Linked DNA regions of Mus musculus: region 1 is linked to region 2. A link is a contact called in public promoter capture Hi-C data. All regions are on one chromosome and are shown on one strand. The core of a region is the stretch at or near the end of the contact, and the rest is flanking DNA. Distances in the headings are between cores, read along the strand shown.

Evidence for each region. Promoter capture Hi-C pulls out the DNA fragments that hold promoters and counts their contacts.
Region 1: a contact with region 2 is called in a promoter capture Hi-C map of the HPC-7 cell line, with 4 times the contacts expected there. The contact joins the promoter of Rpl5 here to the enhancer-like site in region 2. A contact is called at or near these places in 8 of 39 promoter capture datasets (the 3T3-L1 cell line, 3T3-L1-derived adipocytes, the C10 cell line and 5 more) and 1 of 9 other capture datasets (liver).

Annotation. Positions count from the first base shown.
Region 1 is chr5:107,897,420-107,902,341 of GRCm38.p6, forward strand. It overlaps Rpl5 (ribosomal protein L5), which reads left to right and starts at 3,109. Exons shown (of 8, transcript NM_016980.2): 1 at 3,109-3,227; 2 at 4,451-4,520; 3 at 4,603-4,718. The coding sequence starts at 3,225.
Region 2 is chr5:106,885,574-106,890,820 of GRCm38.p6, forward strand. It overlaps Hfm1 (HFM1, ATP-dependent DNA helicase homolog), which reads right to left. Exons shown (of 40, transcript NM_177873.3): 20 at 4,329-4,376; 21 at 938-1,018. Among named protein-coding and RNA genes, the nearest start is that of Hfm1, 38 kb to the right of the region's middle. Within about 2 kb of position 1,953, at least 52 of the 459 cell types and tissues checked have an H3K27ac peak or open chromatin away from gene starts, as enhancers often do. A contact at or near this core is called in the HPC-7 cell line, where this site is marked.

The sequences.
Region 1 (4,922 bases), core at 1,859-4,358, 1.0 Mb after region 2:
TATATATGTACACACATATATATATAGTGTGTGTGTGAGTGTGTGCACGCACGTGCGTGTATTTATGATTTTCAGAACTAAGATTGAAGCTACCCTTTGGCAGATAGAATGAAGTGGAAGTTTTGTGAAGTGGGTGTGGTGTAGCCAATCCTTTTTTTTTCTTAATGAATACAGCTGATGATATACTGGTTTAAGGAATTGCAACCATTATGCATGATAAGTTAGCTGGTAATTATGATTTGAGTATATTTGCCTTTCAGAATGAAATTAGGAACAGTAAAACTGAAGGACTATGTAAACTAGCGTTTTTCAACATACAACTCTTTCACGGGGGTTGTATATCAGATATTCTGCACATCATATTTACATTACAATTCATAACAGTAGCAAAGTTACAGTCATGAAGTAGCAACAAAGTAATTTATGGTGTGGGGGGTCACAACAACATGAAGAATTGTATAAAGAGTCACAACATTAGGAAGGTTGAGAACCACCGTTGTAAACAAATACTCTTGTTTTACTTAGCAATGGAGAAGATTATTCTGGTAAAGAAGAATCGCCCGAGGCTTTTTCTTGGAGAACTAAAGAGCAAGAAGAGCCAAAGCTGACTAGGAGTCAGTGTTGTGTGTCTAATGATCTCTACCTGCTGTCATTAGTGATTTTTAAACTTCTGTACTGGATTTGTAAGAGCTTGAATTTTTTATTTCCTGTAACCAAAACAATTTTTTTCTTTCTAAATAAAATAATTATGATCAGAACCAATGGCGGGGGTTGGGGGAGGCATGCTAGTTGTCATACTTAGGGTTTCTATTGCTGTGATGAAATATCATGACCAAAAGGCCATTTGGGGAGGAAAGGGTTTATTCAGCTTACACTTCCACAAAGGAAGTCAGGATAGGAACTTGGAGACAGAGGCTGATGCAGAGGCCATGAAGAGGTACTCCTTACTGGCTTGCTCTGCTGCTTTTTTTTTTTAGAGCCCAGGACCACAGCTCAGGGATAGAACCACCCAGGATGAGCTGAGCCCTACTCCATCAACAACCAACCAAGAAAATGCCCTACAGCTGGACCTCATGGGGGCATTTTCTCAACTCCTCTCTGATGACTCTAACTTGTGTCAAGTTGAAACAGAAAACCAGCTAGTACAATAACTGAGCACACTTTTTTTTAAAAAGTATTTATTTTTATTTGATGTGTGTTTTATTTATTATTTTATTATGAGCATTTTATCATTTGTTTGTCTGTTTATTTAATGTGTTATTTTATTTGGTGTTCTGCCTAGATGTGTGTCTGTGTGAGTGTTAGATTTTGGGGTTTCAGAAAGTTGTGAGCTGCCTTGTGGGAGCTGGGAAACTCCAAGATCTGAATCATTAGAGAGGAGGTGGCCTCCACTGAGAAAAATGCCTACATGAGATCCAGCTGTAGGACATTTTCTATTGATTGCTGCTGCTGACCCACACACTTCTAGGGGATTCGGCTTCAACCTGGAATCTCACCACAGGAATGCTGGGATTACAGGTACATACTCCATTCCTGGCTTTCCATAAGGGTTCCGGGGGTCTGACGTCAGTACATCAGGTTTGTATAGCAATCACTTTTACCTGCTGAGCTATCCATAAAAATACAAATATTTTTAAGGAGTCCCACTGCCCCTCCAAAATCTGAGCACCAGTGTCATAAAATGCTATTGCTAAAAATAATTGGGTACACAGAATTTGGGGAAGCAACTTTGTTTTGTTTTTTCTTTTCTTTCTTTCTTTTCTTTTCTTTTTTTTTTTTTTTTTTTTTGTTTCGTTTTGTTTTTTGAGACAGAGTTTCTCTGTGTAGCCCTGGCTGTCCTGGAACTCACTCTGTAGACCAGGCTAGCCTTAAACTCAGAAATCCACCTGCCTCTGCCTCCCGAGCGCTGGGATTAAAGGCGTGCGCCACCACGCCCGGCTAGGGAAGCAATTTTCAAATTGCATTCTCATTGACTTTGGTTTTCCGAGACAGGATTTCTCTGTGTAGCCCTGGCTGACCTGGAACTCACTTTGTAGACCAGGCTGGCATCAAACTCAAATCTGCCTGCCTCTGCCTCCCAGGTCGTGCACCACCACTGCCCGGCTCTCAGACTTTTTTTAGACTTTCTAAAGCTCTCAGCCTTATAACTGTTCTTTCACGTGTTTAAATAATTGTTTGTATGCATTTCTTTTCCTTCAGGCAGCCCAGGCTGGCTTCCAATTCACTAGGTAGCCTAGGCTAGCCTTGCACTTTCTGATTCTTTTTCCTCTCCCTTCTAAGTACTGAGGCTGCAATTCTTAGCTGCACACCCAGTCCTAAAAAGAAACTTCTTGAGGAAGGGGACTAAGAGTGATGGAGGAGGCGGCGCTCATAATGTCAGGAATTCTGGGGACAATGGAAGCATAAAGGCAACAGGAGAGTGCAGTGGGTTTTGTTTTGTTTTCACCATGTAACAGGTAACTAAGAATTGACTGGAGGTCAGCACTCTGAGAAGTGCTGGAGAATGAAAAGTATGCTTGAAGCAGATGTCAAGATGCTATGCAAAGGCAGAAGAGTCTCTTCTAACTCAAACTTGAGGCTCTGAGGCTGAGCTTCCCGGCGGCCCTGTGTGCTGGGAATTCCGAAATATATATTCCAGAAGTGAGTCAAGTCATGGAGAAGGCAAGATTTCAGCATAGGCAAATTCATGTATTTAACTTAATTTTTACCCCCTCCTGCTTAGAAAAATAATTATATAAGTGTGGTGTGTGTGCGTGCATGCCGAGCGTGTTTTTAAAAATGTCCTCCTGCCCGGTAGTGGTGGCACACGCCTTTAATCCCAGCACTTGGGAGGCAGAGGCAGGCTGATTTCTGAGTTCGAGACCAGCCTGGTCTACAGAGTGAGTTCCAGGACAGCCAGGGTCACACAGAGAAACCCTATCTCGAAAAACCACCCCCCCCCCAAAAAAAAAAAAAAAAAAGTCCTCGCAAAAAGCCTCTATTTCCCTTTCTCATCGCCCATCCTCCATGCTCGTTGAGAGGAGGAAGATGACATTCATCCTCCTACCGGCAGGGGGCGATAGCCCGCGCATCTTGAGGCCTACAGCCACTCTTTCTCACGTCGCTTGCGTGCTGGTGGTGCTACATACTGCGCATGCGTACGTGACTCCGGTCTTTTTCCCCCTTAGCGCGGCCGACTCTGCAGGTCTGCGTGGAGCCGCGGTTGCGGGTCTCTATTCCGCAGGATGGTGAGTGGGCATCTGGGTCTCAGGCCCGTGCGTGCACCGGGGTGCCCCCTCCTCTCGCGGATGCCCGCTCGGGGTCGGCTCGTGCGACCCGGGGGGCAGATGGCATTCGATTCCCGGCTCTGCGCCCGCCGTTCCAGCGTGGCCTAATGGCTGCCGGGTGCCAGCCGGGGGAGGGGCCGCGGCGGAGGGTGCTCGGGACGAGGCTTCCGAGTCCGGCTGCCAGCCGCAGTTGTCTCCGGGGTCGTCAGGAGGCCGTGCCACGGAAGCCCGAATCCCTCGGCCTCGCACAGAGCCCTGAAGCCGGGAGTGTCTGTCAGTGGAGGCCGTGGCGCTGCTGCGTCCCGGAAGGGATGTGGCGGCCCCTGGCTCTTCCTGGCCAGAGTCTGGCCCTGTTTTCAGAGATTTGCTGAGATCGGACTTGAGAGGTGGGGTGCAGCTCTTCATTTGCGAGGAGTAATTGTAGATCGTACTCTGCCATTTGAGCCCGGTTTAGGCAGGGAGGAAGTGAGCGCCGAGTGGTTGAACTTTCTCGGTGAGGTGTGCAGTTGTCGGCACAGATTGGCTCCGGTGTAGGTGATACATCCCGGCGGTTTGGCGTAGGGATCGATCAGTGGTACAGGAATTGAAAGATTGTTTAAAGGCAGTACGAAAATGTCTTTGTACCTGCAAGTTGTAGTAAGGAGCCTGCAGTTGTGGATGGAGCGACTTGGGTCGGTGCCCTATTCCGCCCAGCCATCTTTACGTGTTTTCTGAGGCTTAGTTAGGTGTGTTTGGCGAAGAGAACCAGTGCAACAGCAGTTCTCCATCTGGTTCTTAACCCATCTGTCAGATATTTGTATTAACGATGAATAACTACAAGATTAAATTAACGAAGCAGCAACGAGATTTATGGTTTGGGGAAGGGTCACCACAGCATGAGGAACTAACCTTATTAAAGGTTGAGCACTGCACAACAGCGATTCTTGTTTCCGGTCAGCTTAGAAACATGCTATAGAAGTTGACACTTGTAATAATTTGCTTTTGAAACTTGGGCATGATTTTGTTACATAGTTAAATAAAAAAATACAGACCAAAACCCAGGTGGTTCTTGCCTATTAATTCGGCGCTCAGAAACTACCAAATGCTAGGTCATGTTGGGCTACATAGTTGGCCTGTATCAAAAGAAAAAAGTCATGGGACGAAACAATTAGCAAAGCCCTGATAATTTTTTTTTTCCTTTAAAGGGGTTTGTGAAAGTTGTCAAGAATAAGGCCTACTTTAAAAGATACCAAGTGAGATTTCGAAGGCGGCGAGGTATGAACTTTTTCTGTTTTAGTTTCTGAAGACTGTTTCAAGGTGGAACCTTCCCTGGTTAAATTTTTTTTTCCCCTTGCAGAGGGTAAAACTGACTACTATGCTCGAAAACGATTGGTGATCCAGGACAAGAATAAGTACAACACACCCAAATATAGGATGATAGTTCGTGTAACTAACAGAGATATCATCTGCCAGGTGAGTTATGTCCTAGACTTGAGTAGTGTGGTCAGACGCATCAACTCTAACTTTTGGGAGAGACTATTTTCTTGTGTTAGTAGATTTCAGTGGCGGGTGGGGGGGGTGGGGGTGGGGGGAAGGTTTGGAAATCCTGGCTTTGCTTAATTTCCATTATGGAATTTGAGAGGAGGACTGGGAAATCTGTTGATATGAATAGTCTTC
Region 2 (5,247 bases), core at 703-3,202:
TTTTGGACAAAGTAACTTCAGAAGCCACGAAAGTTATACATGTGACTGCTAAAAAGACACTAAAGTGTGACTCTTGAGAAACACATGCCCACACATGCATGTCATCCTGTCCTAAGGGAGAAGGAAGTCATCCCCTCCTTAACGCCTACGCCTAAGCTCATATAAAGACTTTCTTACCTACCCTCCCTCCATCCTGACTCATCCTGATACTCTCTTCTTTAGTAAAAATCAACAATACTGTTTCACCTGAGCACTACACAGCCTTGTTTCCTTTTTAGTCTGAGAGAACATGAGCTGCTACACCTGGCAGCACACAGCCTTGTTTCCTTTCCAGCTCTGCTGCTGCCAACATACAAGATGCAATTCTTTTTGTTTTGTTTTGTTTTGTTTTGTTTTTGTTTTTCGAGACAGGGTTTCTCTGTATAGCCCTGGCTGTCCTGGAACTCATTTTGTAGACCAGGCTAGCCTCAAACTCAGAAATCTGCCTGCCTCTGCCCCCAAGTGCTGGGATTAAAGGCGTGCGCCAGTATGCCTGGCCACAAGATGCAATTCTTAGTGAATTTATATAATGTTTATAGCTGCATCTGTAAAACTAAACTGCATTTCACAAGAAACAAAACTGGAAACAGAGATCTGAAGTCTGAAGCCTATAGTAAGAAGAAAGGTCAAGGAGACTCCCATTTAAAAGCAGAACCAACACAGCAGTGTCCAGAAGAGAAAATCAGGCAGCATCCATTGATGCTGAGAAAGAAAACGTGTCACTCGATTATTTACTAGATGTGTTTAATAGACAAGGAAATGATGCCTTATAGCTATAAATGATGATACTCTATTGGAAACAAGATCATAATTTTGTTTTACCATTGATTAAATTTTAGTAAAACAAAATTTTAGTCTTAGTAAGCAAGCGATTCAGTGACACCATAAGGAAAAGTACCTGTTGGTTTAAAATTAACATCTTCATCCATCTTTATCAGGTCTAGTGATGATAAATCTTTCAGATTCTTCAAACATAATTCTGTTCAATTATAGAAAACAGATTTTAAGTTTAGTAAGATAAGAAATAAATGAAAATTAAAATTACTATTAAATATATTGAAGATGTCTGCTATATAGCATTATTGTTCTGGAAGAACTGGAGCCTTTAAATAGCAAGAAAAAACTCGGGAAACAACATTCAATTAATATGTTACATACCATTCAGCACTTGGGACATCTGAAATTATATCTATACCTATGTCTATATCTATCTATCTATCTACTTACATACATACATATATCTTTAATTAATTCTCAAAAAATAATAAAACATGCAAAAATTACACATACACATTGGAAAACTAAAGAATTGAGGCTGAAGTACTTGTTCCAAGTCTAAAGAACTGTTTTGTTATCTACTCTCCACTATGGCATTGTTTTTCTGATAAACTTTTATCAAACATAAAATAGCACAAAATGATACTGGCTGACACCAGAATTCACAGGGCTACTCCTGATGGCTCCAGACCAAGAAAATGCACAGACATGTAGATAGGATCCAGAAAAGAGAGAGAACTTATTCAGTAAAAATACACTCCCAAGGAGGAAACAGACTGGAGCAGGGGAAAAAGTATAACAGCTCCTCTGCCTGGCTTTAGAGGGGGCTGGGGCCCTCTCCCTCATGTGCATAGTGGAGGCCAGGCCCTCTCCCTCATGTGCATAGTGGAGGCCAGGCCCTCTCCCTCATGTGCATAGTGGAGCCCAGGGCCCTCTCCTTCATTTGCATAATGGAACCCAAGGCATGCTCTATCTGTTGCATGTAGTTCTACATACAACTTCACATGTGCCATTAACATCTTAACTCTCCACCCAGAGTTGTGTATTTTAGCATCATATTGAGCCATTTGCTGCTCTCTATACTTCTGTGTGGTTTGAGGGGACTGCAGATGCCCTCAGCAGAAGGGGTCACTACTACTTCCTCTTTGCCACACTAATTTCTCAATGAGGTTTATACAAGGTTCATGGACCTCACTCACTGCCCATTCTCTTGTTTCCAAAGTATATAATCAAAGAGTTTTATGAATTTGTTCTCAAACTTGTCAGTCTTACCCCTCATCCTGTTTGCCACTTTATTGAAATAATCACTTAATTTTTTCTAGCTGATGCTTTTTAGTTTTTTATTTCTATCTCTCTGAAGAGGCTACCATGTGTGTCTTCAGAAACCTCTGAAGAGGAAGCAATACAAAACCATGTGAGTAACTGACAGGAACTAGTGAACACTTCCAATCATACCCTACTGCTTACTGTCCTCAGTGCCCTGGGCAGCAGCCAGAAGGGAGACAGTTTAGAGCAGAGTGAGCAGTACACCCTTCCCAGTCCTACACAGAGGAGCCAATCATAAAGGCCCTTACAGTCCTTATAAGGAACCGTGTCATGCAGTCAGCTTGGCACAGCTAAACACATTTGATAATTATGGCTTTTAAATGTTTTCTAATTACCTTAGTTACCCACTCTTAAGTTAAAATTAGCTTATTATCCACTAATCAGTCACTCAATCAGGGAAGATTTTTGCTATCCTATATACTAAACATCACTCTAAGGTTTACGTTTATAGTGGACAGTACACATTTCTTCATATATGTAGAACTTATATTTTAATGAAAAACCAAATCCACAAATAATGCATTTTGGGTGTTGGAAACTACTAAAAAAAACTAAAGCTGAGAAAGGTTTTTAAAAAACTAATAGTTTTTTAAACACTTAACTAAGGTTTGTACACATTTCATATAATTTCTGTATAAAATATAGATATCCCTAATTTTCATAATAAAGGCATTTTTCTAAGGTCAAAAAATAGTAATAACTACAACATGAAAGTAATTTTATCTTTAAGTGAAGACAGATATAAATAAAACAGCAAGGAAGAGCTCTCTGACAGGTGGGTATTTGAACAGAGACTTAGATGAAATAAATGTGCAAGCCATGTACAATACTTGAGAATGTTCCAAGAGCAAGGAACAGACAATGACAAGACCCCGAGTGACAATGAGCACACTGTAGCTAACATAGTGACAATGAGAGCCCTGTAACTAACTAGTGACAATGGGCATACTGTAACTAACATACAAGGACCAATGTAGAGATAAGAAATAAAATGGAGAAAGGGACAAGAAATGAAGTCAGAGACAGAGGCAGGAGCTATGTGCTGTACCTTGTAGGCACTGTGAAACTTTGCATTTTATTCTCGTGGTTACTGTACCACTCTTAGAGGCTACTGAGCAAGAAGCACAATCAGGTTTGGAGGAGCAAGCCCTGTGCTGCTGTCTTTCCTCCAAGGGATGTCAGGGCTCAGAACGCAGTAGCCCTTGGACCTGAGGGAGCTAAAAGGCTCCGGATAGCTACACTGGCCTTCAGCCTCTGTCCTTACTAGTTACTTTATCTCTGTATTTTTATTTGCCACATATTCAGAGAACAAATTAAAATTAATGTTACTGGATCCAAAACTATTTTTGCTGAAAGTCTCAACACAATGAAGACACAGCAATATTGAATTCTAATAAGTGCTTTTTGAATTTTTATAGTTTAAAAGATAGTTAGTGAAGGATTAAAATTGAAGTTTGAAAGGGAAATATTGCACAGTTTTTTGTTTTGTTTTGTTTTGTTTGGTTTGGTTTGGTTTTTTGAGGCAGAGTTTCTCTGTACAGCCCTGGCTGTCTTGGAACTCACTCTGTAGACCAGACTGGCCTTGAAATCAGAAATCCGCCTGCCTCTGCTTCCCAAGTGCTGGGATTAAAGACGTGTGCCACCATGCCCGGCTTATTGCACAGATTTGAATGAGAACTCACAATAAATCCAAAATTATATTTTCAATTAAAATTAACCTAAAAAAGGAAAAAAAAAAGTGTTTAACCTAGCCCGGCGGCAGTGGCACACACCTTTAATCCCAGCACTTGGGAGGCAGAGGCAGGCAGATTTCTGAGTTCGAGGCCAGCCTGGTCTACAAAGTGAGTTCCAGGACAGCCAGAGCTACACAGAGAAACCCTGTCTCGAAACAAACAAACAAACAAAAAAAGTGTTTATTCTATGGGCAGTGTTTTCAGAGATCAAGGTCATTTAAAAAACAATAAAGATAAAGCCAAGTTAACATTTTATACAAAAGCAGATATTCTGACAGAATTAATAAATACAGAAAAACTATACATGCCAAATTTTGTACATAAAAATAGTTTTCCAGACAAGTTTCCTTTTTAAAATAATTTACAAAAATATATTCTTATTTCTTTAGTAACTGATATTTCTCATCAAAATTTATACAATATATATAGATATTAGAAGGAAATACATCTAACCTTGTAATTTTGCTTCAATCCCATCTTTGTTCAATCCAGATGAAAAACCTGTGTGAGTGATTAAATGTTTATTTAAAAAATCGGAGTGTATTTAATTTGTCTTTACAGGTTCAATTTAAATCTCACATTAAAATCGCATCTATATTTCATATAGATTAATAGCAGTTTAATGAGCTTAAAAAGGCTTAACTATTCATAGAACACAACCACTATCTTGAAATCTTTTCAACTGGCTATATTTTGTTTTCTTAATCTGTATTAAGTAATCTGAAACTATTGAGCAAGAACCATGTAGAATCAATTTAAAGATCTATTTTATTATATTTAGTTATGTCTGCATGTCTGTGTGGAGCTAAGTGCACTTGAGGCAGGTATATATAGTCAAAATTTGGAAATGATCTCTACGCCTATCTACAAAATAGTTGGCTGAAATGTGGTGTATTGATACAACTGGGTCTATACTGTAATAACAAAAGGAATTTAAAGCAATCTGTGAACATTATGAATTAAAAGAAACTGAAGAAGAAAAGGAAATACTTCTGTTTACATGAAATTCAAGAAATATAATATAACATGAGCATACTTATAACTTTCCATACTTATGGAAAACCTTCTACATACTGGATGTGGGTATCTGTGTCTATGTGTATATATTTAATTTAACTTTTATACCTAAGATTTCTGTCACTTCCTGTGGTAATACAATATAAAAAATTCACTACAAAATAAATTACTCACAAGGAGGAAGAAGTGCAAATTGCAGCATAGACGAATTTTGCACAACGCTGATAAAAAGATACAAGTATATACCCCGTAGGGAATATGTGAATATAGTACTCCCAAGAACTGCTGGCAACCATGTAAGCCACTAAGGACAATAATTTAGCAATAGGCACTACATTTTAAAATGATGTACCCT